Linked DNA regions of Hordeum vulgare: region 1 is linked to region 2. The links are chromatin contacts, called in public Hi-C maps. All regions are on one chromosome and are shown on one strand. Each heading gives the region's core, a stretch centred on a gene start, on an enhancer-like site or on the middle of the called end of the contact. The rest is flanking DNA. Distances are from core to core; before and after follow the strand shown. Region 1 holds the start of LOC123444308 (probable acyl-[acyl-carrier-protein]--UDP-N-acetylglucosamine O-acyltransferase, mitochondrial). Region 2 holds the start of LOC123444307 (RGG repeats nuclear RNA binding protein A-like).

Region 1 (2,700 bases), core at 80-2,579, 330 kb after region 2:
GATTTCCTCTTCCGTGATAAGAGAGCTGGGCCAGCTCGCGTGCTCCCGAAGCGACTCCCGAAGGTTCCCGATCGGTGTAAGAAAGTTGGGGGCTCGACATGACGGAGGTCACCTCCTAGCCCACCGGCGCGTCACGAAAAGAGGCTTTTGCACGCGAAGACCACCATTGTCAGGGCGGTCTACAGTCATGCCCCCTTTCAAAATGGTCGTTGTGGCAACCCTTCCCGCCAATGTTTTCGGGGGGAAGAGGACCAAGGGCAGTATAAAAATAGAGGTCCGACCTCCTTAGTAGGGGATCCAGTCCCCACCATCTCCACTAGGGCAAGAACCCACCTTTGTACTCGTCTTCCACCTCAAGCAATCCCAAAACAAGCAGCAGTAGGATTTTACACCGCAAGGCGGCCCGAACCTGGGTAAACTGCCGTGTATTATAGCTCGCTTCCCTTAACTCGTGCCCCCGAAGAGTCGTTGTGAAGTTAAGAGGGAGAACATGGTTGTGGAGCAAGCGCACCCTAGGGTTCAAATCTTTCCTTGGATCTGCGAAGCCCCGATTCCGAGAGACATGACCTTGCAAAATGTGCTCAATGGCATTTGACCGAACACCTGCCAGGCTTGCTGTCCGCCATGGACGTCGTCGACAGGGGAGGAGGAGTGTACGTGCCTACAGATGGGTCGTGGGTGGACGACACCATTGTAAAATGTAAGCGGACGCGTCGGTGCTGGGTGCGGAGGTCCGACAATGCGTGTGCGGTGACCGAAGAGGCACATCGACGGTGTGGGAGGAGGAGGATAAGGCTGCAAAAGTAAGAGATGGATTGAAAGAAAATGAGATCGGGAGGGGCGATTCAGTGGGCCGGGGTTTCGGAGTCCTACATGTGTGTTGTGTGGACTCTCGTAAAGCCCCAACTTTGATTCTAGTCTAAGAAAAAAAGTGTGTCCGGATTTTCTCGGTGGCCCGATACATGTCCTTGTTGGATAATAGGACACGTGTGCGACGTTAGCGGGCGGGTTAAGGGTCGGTGTTGGAGATGATTAATTGCTTTGCTTGTACATGATGTAACTGTGATCACAACCGAAGGAGGTTTTGAGTGTAAAAAAAAACTATTTTTCTTTCTTGAGAAATGGAATTCTGCAACACTTCCTATGGAGATCCTACCAGCAGGTGTTTTCTTTGGCATTCGAGCTCCCATGCCGTACAGTACATAACCTGATTGCCCGAGCAAATTACAGTGGTATGGGCAAATTGCGGCAAAGATCGGCTGATGTCGCCGAAGCCCAGGTCGCGAGTCTGCTGCCGAGTCTGTACCGCTGGAATGGAATGAATGATGATGCCGATAGACGCCCACAGGCAGCATCGGCGCAGCGGTAACCGTAACCCTGTCTGACCTCATTCACAGCGGTCCACCTCCCCCATTCCCCCTCCATGGCCGTCGCCGCCGCCGCCTCTCGCGCCGCCGCCCGCTTCCTCTCTCCGCGTCTCCTCATCGCCTCGCGCCATCTCCAAGCAAGTACGCGCGCTCTCCTCCCCTCTTCTCTTCGTATTCCTAACTAATCCCCGTAGCGTCACCCTCCCTCATGCGGGATTGCTTCCCATGCCCGCCGCCCCGCAGGTGCGTCAGAGGGATCGGCGAGGGACGCGTCCACGAGCTTCATCCATCCCGCCGCCGTCGTCCACCCCGACGCCGCCATCGGCCAGGTGAAGGCTCCCGCCCGCGCTCCATGCACGCACACGCGCGCACCGATCGCTCCCTCCCCCCCTCCCATCTCTCGCAGCTTTTGCTTCCGGGATGGGCGGATGGCCGAGTGAGTTTCTCGATACTCGTGGTGGCGCACGCATTGCTTACTTCAGTATTATTCCCCGACCATCCCACCCATGGAGCCGCTGTGCCTGGGCTAGCTGTTGGATCTGGCCCATGCGAGGCTCGTGTTTACCTGTGCCTTCCGAATGCGATGCTCCGTAATCACTTTCTGCTGCCGTGGAAATATGCTGCTCTCTCTTGGGATCTTCAGGCTGTTGGCATGCGCTCGCTAGTTCGGCGTCGTATCGTAGAAAATCAGTGTTTTTATGTGCTCTGAACCATTTTGCAGGGTGTCTCAATAGGCCCATTTTGCACCGTGGGGGCTTCAGCGAGGATTGGTGATGCATGTCAGTTACACACAGGGAGTCATGTCACCGGACATACCGAGCTAGGAGAAGGATGCGTTGTTCACACGTACGATGACGTCTCTCCCTATTTTCTGTTCCTGCTTTTCTCTCTTTTGGTAATCCATAAAGGCTTGCATTGTCTGGTTTGTAAATTCAAATTGGTATTAAACTAGAAATAGACACGAGAAATAACCTGTAAGTTTGTTCCAAGATTGAGTACAAGCAAAAGTAAGGTTAAGTTGTTACGGCCATGACTTGAGTAACATCAGAATGTGTTGGTGGAGGTCGGTACTGAACTACTGGTAGTATATTGTTTTGGTAGGGATTCAGAAATAGTTCACATCACATCTGCAAACCAAGCCCACACTTTTGCACAGGTAAACCCAGGTGTGGGCTGGTTCCACCACAAGGAACCTAACCATCTAACCACGAGTCTTGGACCTGAACCCATGTGTGGGCTGTCTGAAATTTGCAAAGTTTCAGGATAGTCCATGTTGCAAATTCGATGATAAGTGAAATATGACATGTCAGTAACATACTTTTACCCCTATTCA
Region 2 (2,700 bases), core at 155-2,654:
AAATTGCATTTGGGTGTAGCCTTTACCTTATCCTCTTCATTCTCTTCCTCCTCCTTTGCAGCACCATCCTTCTGGCCTTTGTTCTCCTCTGTAGTTGGAGGAGCATCATCCTGCTCACCCTGCTTCTCAGCGCTGGGAGCATTATCCTCAATTTTGAGAGCTTCATCAGTTTCCCTGGTTACACAAAACAGATTCATCTCTTATAACTCCCTTCATCGATTCAGATAGTAGCGAAAAGCAGCAATTGATGGAAGTGTCCTTACTGTGCAAGACCTTCATCAGTGGAAGATCCCCAGTTCCCACGGCCTGCACCATCACGTTTCATCCCCTGGCCACGACCAGTCCCACTGTGGCGCTCATAGTTTCTCCGAGGCGGTCTCTCAGAGTCGTCACCAAACTCACTGTTGCGGTAACCACCACGTCTACCTCCGCCTCCACGGTATGGGGGTCGAGGGCCTCTCTCCCCGTCCCCGCCTCCAGTTACAGCGCCATCCCCACCATAACCTCCCTGGTAGCCATTCGTATTCTCGCTGCCATAGTCACGGTTCTGGCCGTACCGGCCGCCTCCTCTGCCGCGGCCAGGTTCACCACGGCCAAATCCTCCACGTGATGGTGGGCCTCCGTTCCTCGCATCCCTCGCTGGAAGAAAGTCAAATTAGAGGCTTCAATAAACTTCATGTTTGAGAAAATGGAGCTGGGATATAATCAAAAGTTCAAGCGGCGTATTAGAAGTAAGGCATATGTTCTAATTTCAAGCGATGAACAGCCCACGCCTCCACAACAAATGACATCAGATTTACAACCGACGTGGTAGACCAACCGAACCACATCAAAACAATCCATACCACGTCAAAATGAAATGCTTATCAGTAAACATGCCCAAACTAATCGCAAAAAAATAAATTTTGAATCAACCGAACCACATCAGATGCTGGAGAATGCCGAATTGCTCCAAATCCAGATCTGGCGCTCTTGGCGCTACAACTCACCAGCCTGTCCCGGGGGAGCGGGTTTGGTCGGCAACTTGGCTGCCGCCCCGGTCTGGGCCGCCTTCCCAGCAGGCGCAGCCTCCGGCTTGTTCGCCAGGGCCTTCTTTGCCGCCGCGGCCTGCGCCGCAGCAAGCAGCTGCGAGGGATCGTCGTTGTCGTCGGCTCCAAGGAGATCGAACTGGTTGAGGGACGACATGGCGGCGGCGGCGAGGATGGGGGGCTGCGGTGGATCAACAAGCTGTTCGGGAAGCAGACGGGAGACACGAGCTAGCAGCTTCGCCTGATGGGCCGCGATGCCATTAGAAGACGAGGTGGATGAGGGGTGGGGGGAGGGGTTTTGGATGCGGCGGCGGCGAGGGGTTGGGGGAGAGGGGAGAGGGGAGAGTGAGGAGAAACCCTAGCCGCACTCCTGCACGAGCTCATATCCTTTGTGTCGGGCTTTTTTTTTTACCATTTCTGCTCAGGGTCACGAAATTACGTTTGTAGCCTCCGGCTGGAGAATATTTACGGCGCTGTTTCAGTGCTACTATGCCGCGCCGAGGGTGGCAAAGCGGGGTGGGTAGTTTGGGGATTCTCCGGCACAGTAAGTCCCCGGGAAGCTGAGGCACTGCCTTGTTGGGAATCTGGGCATCTGAAGCTGTGGGCCGTCATCGGACGGTTGGGATTTGCTCTTCTATGTAAAACTAGGGGGGCTAGGAAATTGTGAAAAGTAGTAAGATGGGTGTGCTACATGACAAAAACCAATATAGAACATAGTTTACTCAACTTATTTCAACTCGGATGTGACTAATACAGTATTACATTGGACGAATTGGAATAAGGTCTATAGATGAGATGAGAATCTTGGTAACATTCCCTCTCGAGATTCAATGAGCTTTTGCACAAAAAGGTTGTCGGATTCAAAATTTAAACAAGGATGAAACGGTAGATCACCAGCTCGGATATTTATAAGCAGGATAGGAAATTTACACTTTGGATCAGGGTGACAAGCAAGGTCGAAATCCAGACCATTCATGCCTCCGAGATCACTGATGTATTTATATACAACAAACAAAGCATATCATATCTCGTAGCCCGAGCTCGTGATATTTGGTTTGTATTTACCCGAAACATTTAGTGCACGTGGGGTCACATGTTTGACAAATCAAACCCGAATCATTTAGTATGCGGACGGTAAGCTACACCCACTCGCCACTGTCATATTGTAGCACGCTCCCTCCTCCCAATGCCTATCCCCTCATATTCGTCGTGTTCCTACTCCACAATGCATTGTAGTTTGCTCCTCCAATCCAGCGACATGTGACCAAGATCACCCCACCACCCCTCCGACTAGATCAATTCCTCGGTATATCTGTTCCATCCCTCTCACCACACCAATACAACCAATCGGTGGCTTGACCACACCAATACGCAACTAACTAAGCAAATTGCACTCCTATTAACAACGCAGTGATATATATGAAGGACCAAAGATGTGTTAAATGTTAGTCGGCGGGGGTAAATAAGCGACTATCGAAATTAACATTTTCATAGTTGCTTTTATAGGCTAGTTGTGGAGGTGTAAATTTTCTAGATATGCAATGAGGTGATACCCTTATATGTTGGGTTACAACAAGCTAATAAACTACGCAAGGAAACTAAGAAGGCAAGCAATAGTAATAAGTAAAACTAGGTTAGAGGCAACAAAGAAAGCAAGTAATAACGACAAATA

The links. A called contact is a pair of places that touch in the nucleus more often than the background predicts.
Region 1: a Hi-C map of seedling shows a contact between it and region 2, with 2.9 times the contacts expected there. The contact joins the promoter of LOC123444308 here to the promoter of LOC123444307 in region 2. A contact is called at or near these places in 1 of 6 Hi-C or Micro-C datasets (seedling) and 1 of 1 datasets of contacts at active chromatin or transcription factors (embryo).

Annotation. Positions count from the first base shown.
Region 1 is chr3H:467,188,470-467,191,169 of MorexV3_pseudomolecules_assembly, forward strand. It overlaps LOC123444308 (probable acyl-[acyl-carrier-protein]--UDP-N-acetylglucosamine O-acyltransferase, mitochondrial), which reads left to right and starts at 1,330. Exons shown (of 11, transcript XM_045120991.1): 1 at 1,330-1,508; 2 at 1,611-1,696; 3 at 2,089-2,213. The coding sequence starts at 1,424.
Region 2 is chr3H:466,861,680-466,864,379 of MorexV3_pseudomolecules_assembly, forward strand. It overlaps LOC123444307 (RGG repeats nuclear RNA binding protein A-like), which reads right to left and starts at 1,405. Exons shown (of 6, transcript XM_045120990.1): 1 at 990-1,405; 2 at 264-639; 3 at 27-174. The coding sequence starts at 1,185.